Regions from separate parts of the Sus scrofa genome. Here region 2 is linked to region 1. The links are chromatin contacts, called in public Hi-C maps. All regions are on one chromosome and are shown on one strand. The core of a region is the stretch at or near the end of the contact, and the rest is flanking DNA. Distances in the headings are between cores, read along the strand shown. Region 1 holds the start of RAB11FIP3 (rab11 family-interacting protein 3). Region 2 holds the start of MRPL28 (39S ribosomal protein L28, mitochondrial).

Region 1 (7,506 bases), core at 2,562-5,061:
GAGGCCAGGGTTCGAACCAGAAACGTGGTTCCTAGTTGGATTTGTTTCTGCTGCTCCACGATGGGAACTCCTGGGTAGAGGATTTACTCATTAAATTTAGAAGGCATTGAGGAGTTCCTGCCATGGCACAGTGGATTAAGACTCCAACTGCAGGAGTTCCTGCTGTGACCCAATGGGATCAACAGCGTCTCTGGAGCCGTGGGACACAGGTTTGATCCCTGGCCCAGCAAGGTGGGTTAAGGATCTAGCATTGCTGTAGCTGTGGCTTGGATTCAATCCATGGCCCCGGCACTTCCATCTGTGGCCATAAAATTGAAAAATTAAATTCAAAGTGTTTAATTATGAAAATTATGAATTTGTTGTTGCTTTTTAGAGCTGCACTCACAGCATGTGGAGGTTCCCAGGCTAGGGGTCGAGTCAGAGCTGTAGCGGCCAGCCTACACCAGAGCCACAGCAACTCAGGATCTGAACTGTGTCTGCAACCTACACAACAGGTCACGGCAATGCCGGATCCTTAACCCACTGAGCAAGGGCACTGACCGAACCCGCAACCTCGTGGTTCTTAGTCGGATTCGTTAACCACTGCGCCATGATGGGAACTCCCGAAATTCTTAAACTTTCTGAAGAACCGTACCCACGTTCTCACCAGCCAGGTTTACCAGGTGTAGGTATTTTGTCCTGTCTGTCCCCAGTCCATCTGTCTTTTAAGGAAGTAAATGCTCAGGTCCTGCTCCCTTTCACCACTTTCCTCCTCTGTCGCCTCCTCCCCCTTCCCACTCTTGTTTTCGTATTTTTTACTGCAAATGAAGATGTTTAAAAACCATACCTGTATCGATGGTTCGTTTATTTATTCATTTGGCTCTGCCAGCGGCATGCAGACGCTCCCGGGCTGGGGATCGAACCCGTGCCAGACCAGCAGTGACAAGGCCGGATCCTTGACCCGCTGTTCCACTGGGGAACTCTGATGCAGTGTTTGTAAACTTTGCTAAGACGGCATTACACGGTCTCCGTTCCGGAGCTCGCTTTGCCACGCAGCTTGTCGCCATCAGCCCACGCAAATGGGCACCATGTCGGTTCATCCGCTGAGTCTGCTCATAATGTCCCACGCAGCAGCCTCTTCATGGAACTAGGAAAACCAATGCCGCCTCCAACATCCCTTTCCTGCCTCCGAGTGGATTTGATGGTGGAGAAGCAGAAATGCCGGGTAATGGAGTTCCTGTTGTGGCTCAGCAGTTAATGGACCTGACGAGGGTCCACGAGGATGCAGGTTCGATCCCTGGCCTAGCTCAGTGGGTTCAGGATCCGGCACTACCATGAGCTGTGGTGTAGGTCGCAGACACGCCTCAGATCCTGCGTGGCTGTGGCTGCGGTGTAGGCCGGCAGCTGTAGCTCCGATTAGACCCCTAGCCAGGGAACCTCCGTATGCTGCAGATGTGGCCCTAAAAACGACAACAAAGAAGTGCCCAGTAAGAATGAGGGGGACACGGCCCTCCAGGTGAATCATTCCTGTGAATGCTTGGTGGTATTGGCTTAAATTTTTACCACTTGATGTCCAATGCGAGCCTTGGTCATTCCCTTGGCTACCAGTGGGCTTAAGCATCTTTTTAACGTGTTTATTGGCCAATTGAGTCTCTGCCTGTGGAACTGCTTATTCATGTTTATTGCTCATTTTTCTACCGCATGATGTGCTTTCACTGTTCTTTGGAGAATTCTTGTGTATTGTGGAAATACATGCATTATCAGCTACATCTGTTTCAAATATCTCTTTCCAGTTGCTATGGGCTGAGTCACGTCCCCTCAAATTGATATGTTGAAGCCCTAACTCCCCCCAGTGCGATGTCACCCAACCAATCCTGGGTCTGCCCGCACGCCTGCAGCAAATCCACTTGACTGACTCCAGGTCGTGAGGAAGGAAAGGGCAGTGTTTACTGCAGGCGCCAAGCCAGGAGTCCAGGTGGCTGGGGCTCAAAGACCCAAGCCTCCCAAAGGCTTTCAGGAAAAGGCTTTTTTTTTTTTTGTCTTCTTTTTTTTGCTATTTCTTGGGCCGCCCCTGCGGCATATGGAGGTTCCCAGGCTAGGGGTTGAATCGGAGCTGTAGCCACCGGCCTACGCCAGAGCCACAGCAACTTGGGATCCGAGCCGCGTCTGCAACCGACACCACAGCTCACGGCAATGCCGGATCCTTAACCCACTGAGCAAGGGCAGGGACCGAACCCGCAACCTCATGGTTCCTAGTCGGATTCGTTAACCACTGCGCCACGACGGGAACTCCAGGAAAAGGCTTTTAAAGGCAGGGTGAGGGAGGGGGCACGTGATCAGCTCGAGGATATTCTGATGATTGACTGGTGGTGATGAAATCAAGTCAGCATCCTCAGGCTTCCGTTCCAGCTGGTCTGGGGACTAGGAGCTGGTGGGCTCCATATACTTAACTTCTTCACCTGGTGGGGTTTCAGCCTCTGCAAAACAGGTCTGAAGGGAGTTCCTGTCATGGCTCAGTGGTTAACGAATCCGACGAAGAATCCACGAGGTTTCGGGTTCGATCCCTGGCCTTGCTCAGTGGGTTAAGGATCCGGCGTTGCTGTGAGCTGTGGTGTGGGTTGCATCCTGAGTTGCTGTGGTTCTGGTGTAGGCTTGGCCTGCAGCTCCAATTAGACCCCTAGCCCGAGAACCTCCATATGATTCAGGGTAAGGCTGTAGAAAAGGCAAAAGGACAAAAAAAAAAAAAAACCCAAAAAAACAGCTCGGAAGATGATCTATCGGAGTTCCCCTTGTGGCTTAGGGGTATTGAACCCGACTACTGTCCATGAGGACGTGGGTTTGTAGGTGTGGCCCTAAAAAAAAAAAGTGATCTATAGCCCCCTTGAGGAGGAGCTAACTAAGGCTCCTTGACTGTTCTGTCTGTCTGCTGCTTGACTCTTTTCCTTTCTTTCTACATTTTTTTTTCACTTTTCTAATTAAATTTACTCTTTGGAACTCGGGGAAGGCCTAGGGGGCTAGTGTTTTCTAAAGACATGAGGAAGGCAGAGGACATAAGGAAAACAAGAAAAAGAAAACACAGGGATAATTTTTTTAAAAAATTATTTTTTTACTAAGGTATAATTTACACGCAGTGAAATTCATTCTCTGGTGATACAATTCTGTGAATTTTTTTTCTCTTTTTACAGTTGCACCCGTGGCATATGGAGGTTCCCAGACTAGGGGTCTAATTGGAGCTGCAGCATATGGAGGTTCCCAGACTAGGGGTCGAATCGGAGCTGTAGCCGCCGGCCTACGCCACAGCCACAGCAACGCGGGATCCGAGCCGCGTCTGCAACCTTGACACCGGATCCTTAACCCGCTGATCGAGGGCAGGGACCGAACCCGCAACCTCATGGTTTCTAGTCGGATGCGTTAACCACTGCGCCACGACGGGAACTCCTGTCCGAGATTTTTAAAAAAGGCCTCTGCGTTGGGCCACCCGTTCCTTGGGTCACAAGTGAGGGACCGCATGTTCAGGGCCCTTCCACACTCAGGCCGGGACTGCGAGCCACGGTTGCGGGAGGAGGATGTCACGCGCACTTCGCTCGCCCGGTTGGATCGCATCCGTTGCTTATCAATTTGAGGGAGCTCTTTATGCAGGCAAGACGCAGTCATCCGCGTTGCGTGTGGGGGTGCATGACGTCACGCCCGGGGTTGCTGCCTTCCAGCGCATTCGCCCCCTTTACACCCAGCCTCCCGGTGCCGCAGAGGAAGGGAGACCCACATACAGCCCCACAGCTTCGCAGCGCGGCTGCCTGCCTTTATAGCAGCCCGGCGAGGGGCGGAGCCAGATGGCGGCGCGACGTGATGACGTCAGGCCGACAGAGGGCGGGGCGAGGGCGGCGGCGTGAGCTCGGGTACCGCGGACACCTCCTCGTCCTCCTCAACCGTGTTCCCCTCAGCGTCCTCCTGCGCGCCGTCCTCCTGTTTAGGGTCCTGATTCTCCAGATCCCCCTCCTCGGCGACCCGCTCCTTAGCCTCCCCTCCTCGTCCTCACCCTCGGCTTCCTTGTGCCACCCGCCGCCGCCGCCGCCGCCGCCATGGGCCCGCGCCCGCCGCGCCGCAGGGCCGAGGACAGCTGAGGCGCGGCGCGAAGATGGGCGAGGGCGGAGCAGGGCCCGAGCGCCAGCCCGAGCAGCCCGGGCGCCCCGCGCGCGCCCGCCCGCGTCGCCGCGGGGATGCCCGCGCCCGCCGCCGCGCCCTGAGCGCCTTTGTCTGCCGCCCGCGCCGCCCGCCGTTCCACTGGCCTCGCGGGCCTGCGCCGCGGCCGGGGGCGCGCCCATGAAGATGGAGCCGGGCCGGCCGGCCTCCCCCTCGGGCGGCCCGGGCCCCGACCCAGACCCCGGCGGGCCCGGCGCGCCCTCCGCTCCCGCCCTCCACCTGGGGCTCGGCCCGCAAGACCCCGAAGCCGGCCCGGAGGCCGGACGGGGCCCGGGGCCGGAGCGGAGGCCTCAGCGCCTTGGCCGGGCCCCAGACCCGGACCCCGACTCCGATCCCGACCCCGACCCCGACCCCGACCCGCCGCTGTCGGAACTAGGCCCGCTTTATTCCTGGACCGCTGAGCCGGAGGGTGACGGCCCCCCAAGCTGCCCGCACAGCGCGACAGCCCGCGCGCAGGATTTCAGCCGCAGCCACCACCTGCGGGGCGAGGTCGACTTCTTCCCCCCCTTCCCCTCGCCCGAGGTCGGCGAGCCGGCGCTGGAGCTGGGTCCCGGGGACCCGGACCGGCCCTCGGACTTCAGCCAGACCCGCCCCTTAACGAGCGAGCCCGCGGGGTGTCCGGAGGACGCCCCCCGGCTCCGAGCCGTGTTCGAAGCCCTGGACGGGGATGGAGACGGCTTCGTCCGCATCGCGGACTTCGTCCAGTTCGCCACCGTCTACGGGGCAGAGCAGGTAACTCGCAGCGTGGGAGCCGGGCTCCGTGCGCGGGGGTCGCGGAGGGCACTTAAGGCCGGGGTCCGCGTCCTCTCGTGCTTGACTTCTGCCCTCACCTCTGGTCGAATTTCGCCGAAGCGCCTCTTTCCCCTTGAGAGAGGTTCTAATTCCGGGATTTAGTGTCTTCCCTGACGTCTCAGGCCACACAAGCTGGATATTTTCCTAAGTCGAGGGGAGCGCCTGGCCTGGGGACATGCCCCCAGGCTGCCCGATGGAAGTGCCCTCCGCAGACGTGCCCGCCGTTCCCCCAGCGGAGGGCCCAGGTCTGGTCGGGCTGAAGTAATTCGCTCCTTGGGTCTGCCACGGGGCACCTGGACGCTTAGGGATCATGTTCCAGACGTCTATTTTGAGCGCAGTTACTTTACTGTGTGTGGTTGGCATATGTTCTCCATAGACTCGTTGTTTGGGAGACGCCGAATGCCAAAAAATTTCACTGCTGTTCCTTCTGTGCAGAAGGGAAAGAGAGGAAGCCCAGAGGGAGGGGAATGAGCCTCGGAGCACCATGGTGCATGCAGACTTGAGGAAGCCTGAGCAGAACTGCCTCAGGGCCACCTCCTCGCCTGTGGGGCAGGTGTTGGGAAGGCACAGTGCAGTGGGGCAGGGGGTCCTGCCCAGCCCCCCGGGGCTGTGGCTGCGCTAGGAGGAGGTGGCCCTCACCCTCCAGTCCCTCCCTCCCAGCGCTTAGGAAAGTTTAGGTGGAGACAGCAGCAGGGCTGTGTGTGTTCTGGTATTAACCCAAATACATGCAAATTGATTACCGACGTTCACTTGTAATTTTTTTTATTTTTGCCTTTATTATTATTATTTTTTTTAGGGCCACACCGGCAGCATATGGAGGTTCCCAGGTTAGGGGTCACATCAGAGCTGCAGCTGCCAGCCACAGCCACATCAGATCCGAGCCACATGTGCAACCTACACCGCGGCTCGCAGCAACGCCGGATCCTTAACCCACTGAGCAAGGCCAGGGATCGAACCTGTGTCCTCATGGATGCTAGTCAGATTTGTTTCCACTGAGCCACGACAGGAACTCCTACTTGTAAATTTTTGACTTAGGAATAGGAAATTCCTAAAATGCTGATCTGCTAGTTTTTGTGTGTTGCTGACTTCTCACACTTGCGGACATTCGTAAAGTGGCTGTTCAAGCGTGGATACATGTTTAAGCCCAGAGGTCTTTAAGAGGCATCATTGACACCCTGCTTTTCAGAGCATCCGTCATCACGTTAAGAGCCTGTACAAGGGATCCGGGTGCCCGTGAGTGTTGACAGTGTCCATTGAGCTGTTGGGTGCAGAACCGGCTTGCCTGAGCTCAGGTTCCTTGTTGAGGTCCCGGCCTGGGAAGATGTGCATGTGGCAGTGGGCCTGCATGTCGGCGTTGGGTCTGTGGGACGCCCTGCTTTAGCTCTGGGTTGGAAGATCTTGCTTGAGATTGGGTTTCCCATCTCTTAGTCTGACGGACGGAGAGATACACAACTGATAATATCCTGTGTGCTTAGCTTGGACCGAGATGGCTGCTCCAGGTGCTTTTGTTTGTTTTTTGTTTTTTTGTCCTTTTAGGGCTGCACCTGCCTGGAGGTTCCCAGGCTAGGGGTCGAATCGGAGCTGTAGCCACTGGCCTCCACCACAGCCACAGCAACACGGGCTCCGAGCCGCGTCTGCGACCTACACCACGGCTCACGGCAATGCCGGATCCTTCACCCGCTGAGTGAGGCCAGGGATCGAACCGGCAACCTCGTGGTTCCTAGTCGGATGCATTCCGCTGCGCCACGACCCTGGGAACTCCCTGGTCCAGTGTTTTGATGCCTTTCCTCCTTGCCCCTGGGCCGGGGGCGCTTGGGGGTCCTCGGTTGTTTTCTACTGGGGTGGTGGTAGTGCCCCGTGTCTTCGCCCCAAACACACCCTTCCTCGTTCCACCAGTCAAGGATGTTAAGGGAGAGACACATCTGTTCTTCCCTGCCGTGCTCTGCCTCTGATGGAGGCTCTACCTGTTTGTTTCTATTTTCACTGGATCATCCCCCTTTCTCTGAGCTGGTTGTAGGCAGACGGGAATCATCCCACTTTACAGGGAAGAGTCTGGAGGCCGGAGAGGTGAAGTAACTTTCCAAGACCTTCCAGACCGTCAGTGCTGGACAGTCCTCTGGCTCCGAATGTTTAGGTGGCTCTCCAGCTTCTTAGGTTGGGTGGCCCTAAGCCTTAACACGAAGATGCATCGCCTTCACTCCCACACGGTCCTGCTCACTTGAGAACCAGCCACCTCTTGTTGCAATGTTCACATTGGTATTGGTCCCGGTGGGAAAACCTTTGGGTTGCCATTTGGGGCTGAGGCTTTTGTAAATACAAAGTAGAAATGAGTCAACATTCTTTGTTCTGGTAGCTCCTGGTGGCATTTTCGGTTTGGGGGTGAGGCTGGGATGACTAAGGATTTGGGGGGTGGGCAAGCAAGGGAGGCCGGGCGGGCACTGCCCTCCTCTCTGCTCTCCCAGACTGCTCAGGAAGAAGCATGTGGGGCATGATCTGAGTACCGCACGTGGTGGGGGTGGGGGCGGGGGTGGCGGG
Region 2 (7,506 bases), core at 1,420-3,919, 45 kb before region 1:
CACCCTCGGTGCAGGGTTGCTGTTTTGGGGATCTGGAGCCAGAGCCGCACCGGACCCCCGCCTCTGTCCGGCTTCAGGTCATGGGAGGTGAGCAGCCTGGGAGGGCATGTGAGGCTCCACCCATTACCCAGGCCTGTCTGGGCATAACCCCAGGACACCGAGAGGTCCAGGCCCCTCAGGCTTGGCAGCTGAGTCAGGGAAGGCTACGTGCCACCCCCCGACCCCCAGTCAGAGAGAGAGGGGCCGCCCTCCCTTGGGGGAGCAGGGATCAGGCGCCTACCCCCGGCTTCCCTGCCTTGGGGCCCAGTGGTTGCAGATAAACTGGGCAGGGGGAAGGGGGTAGCAGCTGCTGTGGGCTCCCTGTCCTGGCAGCTCCCACGCACACCAGACTCTTCCAGGGGACAAGCCAGAAAAAGCCTGCACTCGGTACCCGGCAGACCCTGGGGAGTGCCAGGCAGCCATGTAAACCAGTGGGGCCAAGCATCCAGGTCTTGTCTGTCTGTCTGTCCCTGAGGCTGGCAGAGGGGGCAGGAGGGTGCCAGGACCGGACTGGAGGGTGCAGGCGGCACGGAGCCTGCCTGGGGCCCCATTCACGTTCCCTCTCCCCCCCGCCCTCCCCCCGGGGCTGGCACTCGGCAGCTCGTGCTCCCACACACACACCTTCTCCTCCAGGAGCCTCTGCTTCTCCACGGCCTCGTCCAACGTCAGGCCAACCCACTCGGCCTCTGCCTCGGGGATGACGAACGCCTGGGCGGGCAGAGACCAGGGTCGATGAGGCCGGGGCAGCCGGCCAGGGGCCCGTGAGAGGCAGGAGGTACAGGCTTACTCCTTACCTTGTACCTGTCGTAGATGGCCGCCCTCCTGGCGGGGTCGTCCGGGTGCAGCTGGGGGTCCTGTCGGGCAAGCCGCAGCAGCATCCCCCGCTTCAGGTCCATCCCGAACTTGGAGCACAGGTCCTCCTTGGGGGTCTGGCAGGAGGCTCCACATGGGACCCGGTGCTTCAGGCAGGGTCCCGCCCCCCGCCCCCTTCAGCCTCCACGCCAGCTGCTGGCAGCACCCAGGCCAGCCCAGCACCCGGGGGCCAGAACAGAGAAAGGTCTGAGAGCAGAGGAGGTGAAGCGGGGCGGCTGCCGCAGCGACGGACTCCCACTGGGGCTGTGGGGGTCGGGGGGACAGGGTGCCGATGACATCTCAGTGGGGACCCCGCTGTCCTTGCCTTGAGGATGTAGAAGTCGAAGCCGCAGGCCTGGTCGATGAGGTCCAGGGTGCGCATGGTCACGGTCACGGTGAACCGCTTGTCCAGGATCTCACTGTAGAGCTCGCGCTGGAACAGCTGCGGCTTCCACACCTTCCTCACTCTCTTGGAGAGCTGAGGGAGCAAGAGGCTTGGTGACATCGGGCCGGGGAGCTGCACCTGTCAGCCTCCACTCGGGGGCCTGGCTGCCCAGAGGTCCGCTTCTCCCCCGACCCTGCCGAGGTGGCAGGGTCACACACAACCGTAACTGCAGGGTCCACGGGGTTTCACGGTCCAAACCAGAGCCTAAGGGCCCAAAGGCCAAGGAGACATCAAAGACACAAATCCCCACCCCGAGGGCTCGGCAGCTCCTCCAGGTTCCCCATCAGAGGCAGCAAGGCACTGGGGGCATCAGGGGCGGACTGGGGTGATCTGCCCCCCGGGTTAGTCTCTCGACCATTCTAAAGGGGGCAGGGCAGTGCCAGCCTTGCCGGTGTCAGGATAGGTGGGGGTGAGGGTGAAGCCGACAGGTCTCCTTAGGCCTCGCCCCCCACCCCCTCTCAAGACTCAGGCCTCCTCCCCATCCTGAAAGGAGCTGTGTCCGCCGGGCCGTAAGCCCTCCTCCCGAGCAGAGTCCCCTTCCTCTCCAGGTACCTCCAGACCCCAGCCGGAGCCGGGCGGCAAGGCCCGGGAGGTACCGCGCCAGCCCGTCCTGCTCGCTCACCTTGTCGTTGTTGACGTATCTGTGACCCAGCACCCAGCCCTCGCCGCCCCACAGCCCCAGCTGGGACTCCGGGGGGTAGTGAACCGGAATGGGCACGTCCTCCACGCGCTCCCGCTGCCAGTTCTTGGGGTTGATCTTGAACTTGGCCCCGTGAGGCCTGTAGTGCACGGGAGTGGGCGTCCGCGCCTCCTCCAGGGAGCGCAGGTAGTGCCGGGGCAGGCGGGAATAGATGCCCTCCCACAGCCGGAGCTGCTTCCACAGGCCGACAGGGACCTTGTGCAAGGGCATCGCGGCGAGGCTGGCGGGAGGCAGGGACCGCGGTCACGCGCGGCGGCCGGACGTGGGACAACACCCTCACCCCGGCCCCGCGCGCAAAGCCGCGTGACTCCCACTGCAAGCCAGGATCAGCCGCGCCAGCCTCCGGAGCCCAGGGCCTCGCCGGAAACGGAAGTCGTGCCGCGGCACCCTGCTCTCCAACCGCCGCTGATTGGCTGCAAGCCAGTCCGTCTACCCAGCTCGTCCCGCCCCCTCTTTGGTCCTTAGGGACCGTGGAAAACTTCCTGCAGAGATGGTGGCAGCCCCAGGGATCGTCGGCAAGTGTGGGGCCGGCAAGAATGGGCCCGTTTCCAGAGGCTTGGCCACCTTCCCTCCTCCCAGAACGAGCGCAGAAAGCAATGCAAAGACTCTTTTTACCTTGAAACATCAGTGTAGAATATTAAATTCATCAATCACAGTGAAATCAGAGCTACAGAAAAATGTCTTCAATGTCTGAAAAAATCCCCCCCCGAAATACCTTATATAAATATTTCCCCATTACAAGCCTGGAGAATGCTACGGTGGCCAAGTGCTGGGTAACTGCGGGTGTGGGAAGCCTCCCGGGAGGCCATATCCTGGATGGGACTCGGAAGGCAAGATGCCAGGTCCAGAGGTGAGAGGGCTGCGGGCCCCCACCCACCCTGGGCTCAGCACCCTCACACTGACAGTGGCCCCCCGCAGCCTACCTTAGGGAGGGCCTCCTGGGGTGGTCAGCAGCCCTTACCCTGCTTTCACCACGAGAGAGGTTAGGCCAGGTCCCCAGGAGCCCCCTCTGCAGACACGTGTTTGAGCGAGGTCAGGGTGGCCGCCGTCCCCTTCTCTTCTCAAGGAGATGCTCACTAGACAAGGGCCCAGGAACCCAGAGGGCAGTGGGGTAGAGTTGGGACAAGGTGTGCCCTGGGAGCCCAGCACTCCCAGAGCATCTTGGAGCCTCCTCTCCACGAAGGCCTCCCAGTTTTGGAGCCAACGTGAAGGGGTAGGGGTGGCCAGCCAGCCAGAAGCCAGCCTTCCCCATGCCCTCGTGGCAGCTAGCCCTTAGGCCACCCAGTGCCATCAGCTCCCTTGGCACGATCGCCCCTTCCCGTGGCAAATGCATCAGCAGGGGGCATCCTGCTGGGGCACAAGGGGTCAAGGAGCCACGCGGCGGCACAGCTACCAGCCTAAGTGCCAGAGCACAGCCTCACACAGGAACAGGGCGACACAGCCATCTTACTCTACGTTTCCCTCCAACCATCTCCAGGCCAGCAGACCACAGGGGCTTCCCCACTTGGTACCTGTGGTCTCCAGGCAGCCAGGGCCAGGCCTCAGGAGCCACTGCAGACACCCGCTGGGCCCTGCAGAGGGACCGGGTAGCTGGCAGCCAGTAGGCATAAGGGAGCTGGGGGTGTGGCCTTGCCTCCGGAGGAGGAGGAAGTGAGAGCACAGCAGTGCAATTTTATTCGGCTGGAAATCCATCTGGACAGGGTACCTCTCCCCTGGTCCTGCCCCTGGCCGGAGAAATCATCAAAGCCGCAGGTGTCCCCAAGCGGGCCACGTCATGTCACTGTGTACAGCTCTTCCTGGCGGTTCCTGCAGATATCATAGTGGCAGGTGAGCTTCTGGGAGCAGGCCCAGGGCTCGGTGTGTTGGTCCCTTGGTGGCAGCAGGAACGCAGCGCTGCCAGCCAGCAGCATGTGCCAGATGCTGTGGGTGTAGTAATAGTTGTCGCTGGTCATCATGGCGGTGTAGATGGCAATGGCCACAGAGGCCATGGCGATGCCAGGCAGGAGGTAGAAGACCCAGCGCTGCCAGGAGGGCGGGTAGCAGCGGCGTCGGCGCCCGCAGCGGTACACCTGGAGGAAAGCACTTGCGTGTCGGCGCAGGGGCTGCAACCAGGGCTGCCAAGGGCTCGCCCAGGTCTGGGAGCGTGGGCTGCTTGGTGGGGGTTCAAGCGCACAAAGACCTGAGGGTCCCCAGGCCTCAGGCATGAAACCACAGGGGGCCCTCCGCAGATGCAGAGGGTTCGGGCCCAGGACCCGGACCATGGCCCGAAGGCGGGACCAGGCCCTGTCCTCCTCTATGGATCATGTATCCCGATTGCCAGGGCACGGCGTCTGGGCGGCACCACAGCCCTGCCCCAGCCACTTACCCACATGGTGACCATAACCACGATGGCAAAGAGGCACGGCCCCAGCATGTTCCAGGCGGCCCTGCGGTCCAGCTGCAAGGACATGGCGAAGACCAGGGTGCCCAGGAGAAACAGAACCTGGGTGACACAAAGGGAAGGCCGCAAGGTTGTGGGAGCCAGGCGGACGGCACACGGCTCAGCGGGAGCAGGTGGAGTGGCCCTGCCGCCATCCCACTGCCCCCGTGCCCAGCTGGCAGAGCAGGCGAAGTCTGCCCCTCCCCAAGCCCCCGCATGGCTGGGATCCATCCATCCCCCAAGGCTGTCCACAGGCGAATTTCTGTCTGAGGCACGACCTTGGCAGGCAGGGCACCAGGACACGCGTTTCCATCAGGCTGGCCCAGCTACAGCGGAAATGCCCCCAAAGGGTCCTCGGCCTCAGGGACTCCGACGGCACAGCTGGGGGCTTCTCAGGGAGGCAGGCCCAGGGCTGGAGGCCAGGCCTTCTTTCTTTTCTTTTTTGCTTTTTAGGGTGGCATCCGCAGCATGTGGAAGTTCCCAGGCCAGGGATCACTGGATCCGAGCTGTGTCTATGACCTATACCATAGCTCACGGCAATGCTGGGTCTTTCAACCCACTGAGTGAGGCCAGGGATCGAACCCACATCCTCACGGATACTAGCTGGGTTCATTACCACTGAGCCACAACGGGAACTCCGAAGAGGGTTTTTTGTTTTGACTGCAGTGTGCAGTGGCTTAACGCAGGATCTCGGTCCCCAGACGAGGATTAAAGCTGGGCTGCAACGGTGAAAGCATCGAATCCTAACCACTAGACCACCAGGGAACTCCCCAGGCCTCCTCTGTGAATGGGCCTTGCCTGTCTCACCTTTCCCTTCCTGGCATCCTCCAGGCAGCCAGCACGGTTCCCAGAGGCAGCCTCCACCCATAAGGACTGGTCAAAACCAGAGGCTTCTCAGGGCAGCAGCTGAACCCCCTTTCAGTCTCCCCCTCCACATGCTGTGCACAGGGGGCCGCCGCTCCCCCAGAGCCAGAAGGTCAGGAGGCCACTTACGTATTTCGGGGCTGCCTTCAGTCTCGCCATGCAGAGCACGGTGACCCAGACGGACACCCCAGAGCCCAGGAAGTCACAGTACTGCAGCGTGTCATAGTTGAGGATACACAGCACGGCATCCCCTGGCTGGTCGCAAGCATGGTAGAACTGCAGGGCAGGGCGATGAGTGGCAGGCAGCCCTCCCCCCAAGCCCACCCACCCCGGGGAGCAGGGCAGGGCTACCGTGGAGAAGAACATGGTGTAGGTGTAGACAGCGGCCTCCACCAGGAGGGAGCGGTGCACGGAGACGGCAATGGGAGCCAGGAACATGAGGTTGCTGAGCGTGAGCAAGAGGGCGGCCACCCTCTGCTGGGCCAAGGTCTGTGCTGTGCTGTTGTCTGTGCAGCTCCACCCGCGCCAGCCTGTGGGCCAAGGTGACGCTGCAGGGCTGAGGCTCCACCCCTCGCCCAGGGCCCTGCAGAGAAGCCCCTTCCTCACCCCAGAGCAGGCTGGAACAGGTGCGCATTGGTGTGGGTGGTGGAGGCCAGTGTGGGCAGAGAAAAGGAGGCACGGGTATGGGCAGGTGAGGCCAGGTGTGGGCAGGCCTGAGCAGGTGCAGGCAGGAATGGGACAGGTGTGGGGCTAGTAGGGGCAGCTGTGAAACAGAGGCGGAACAGGTGTGGGGCACATGATGGTGGGTGTAGGCCAATGTGGGCAGGTAAGAGACAGGTATGGGCAGGGAAGGGCAGGTGTGGGCAGGGAAGGGCAGGTATAGGCAGGTAAGGACAGGTGTAGGCAAGTAAGGGCAGGTGTGAGGAGATGAGGGCAGGTGTGAGCAGGTGAGGGCAGGTGTAGGCAGGTAAGGGCAGGTGTGAGCAGGTGAGGGCAGGTGTGAGCAGGTGAGGGCAGGTGTGAGGAGATGAGGGCAGGTGAGGGCAGGTGTGGGCAGGTGAGGGCAGTTGTGAGCAGGTGAGGGCAGGTGAGGGCAGGTGTGGGCAGGTGAGGGCAGGTGAGGGCAGGTAAGGGCAAGCGTGAGCAGGGGAGGCCAAGGTCGGAAGGTAGTACCATCTCTGGGGGCACCTCTTGGTACCCATGTGGGAGCTCGGTACCCATGTGGAAGGCGGCCTTTGCCCCTGTTCTTCGGGGGTGCTTCCGAACCCTGGCAGAGGTGGGCTGGGCTCCCAGAGGAAGGCATGAGTACGGGGAGACACCAGGACTGGACCTCACCTGCTTTGCAGCTGCAGCCCGCATAAAGGTAGCCGTGTCTGCGCAGCAGGAGGCACTGGCCGTAGGGTCCGCAGTCGTCCAGACAGGGCACCAAGTAGAAGCTGGTCTCCACAAGGACCGAGGCCTGCTCACACTCCCTGCGAGGAAGGGGCCACGGGAAGGCTGGCTGCCATGCCCGCCGCCTGCGGGCCAGTCCCCAGCACCGTTCCCACCAGGGTCCTGGACATATGAGCCCAGAACCTGGACGTATGAGCCCTGGGGGCAGCCAGGGGCTCTGGGAGGCCAAGATGGCCAGCTCAAGGACCAGTCTGGGGGGCAGTGTCCCGGCTCCCAGAGCTGCCTGGCAGGGATGGCCAGATGTGGAGGCATCTGGCCCGCATGGCTCACCCGGAATTGAGTCACTCCCAAACTAGGATAATGCGGACAGCCCCGTCCAGGGTCCTGAGGGCAACCCCTTGGCTGCCTGCCCCCAAGCGGACTTACTCAGGACTCTCAGGGCACATGAGCTGCAGGGAGAGATACCAGTTGTCTGTCTCTGGGTAGGGCACGATGAGGTTGGCCTTGCGAGACGAGGCACTCAGAGACAAGGGGTAGCCCTGGAAGAAGGCTGCAGGGGAGGGGGCGGTCAGGGCTGGTGGGAGGGTCCACCAGCTCCCCGGCCCCAACGCACCTGCCTTACCTGTGCTGCAGTTGAGCGAAGTGTTGAAGCCGAGGAAGGGCGAGGCGGCAGTCACGCAGACCCCCACCGAGGTGCGGTTGGCAATCTCGGTCTGGAAGGGAGGCCAGGCCGCATCAGGCTCTGGCCTCTGCGGCTCCCGCGGCCCCTCCAGTCCTGGGACACCCAGCCTTTGA

The links. A called contact is a pair of places that touch in the nucleus more often than the background predicts.
Region 2: a contact with region 1 is called in a Hi-C map of skeletal muscle, with 6 times the contacts expected there. The contact joins the promoter of MRPL28 here to the promoter of RAB11FIP3 in region 1. A contact is called at or near these places in 1 of 5 promoter capture datasets (fetal liver) and 6 of 47 Hi-C or Micro-C datasets (epiblast stem cells, fetal liver, liver and 2 more).

The regions. Positions count from the first base shown.
Region 1 is chr3:41,281,303-41,288,808 of Sscrofa11.1, reverse strand. It overlaps RAB11FIP3 (rab11 family-interacting protein 3), which reads left to right and starts at 3,811. Exons shown (of 14, transcript XM_021086921.1): 1 at 3,811-4,911. The coding sequence starts at 3,826.
Region 2 is chr3:41,325,575-41,333,080 of Sscrofa11.1, reverse strand. MRPL28 (39S ribosomal protein L28, mitochondrial) reads right to left here and starts at 2,669. Exons shown (of 5, transcript XM_005655127.3): 1 at 1,959-2,669; 2 at 1,217-1,369; 3 at 834-968; 4 at 661-747. The coding sequence starts at 2,246. It overlaps TMEM8A (transmembrane protein 8A), which reads right to left. Exons shown (of 12, transcript XR_002342470.1): 7 at 7,334-7,424; 8 at 7,138-7,261; 9 at 4,734-6,791; 10 at 4,402-4,518; 11 at 2,998-4,105; 12 at 2,651-2,726.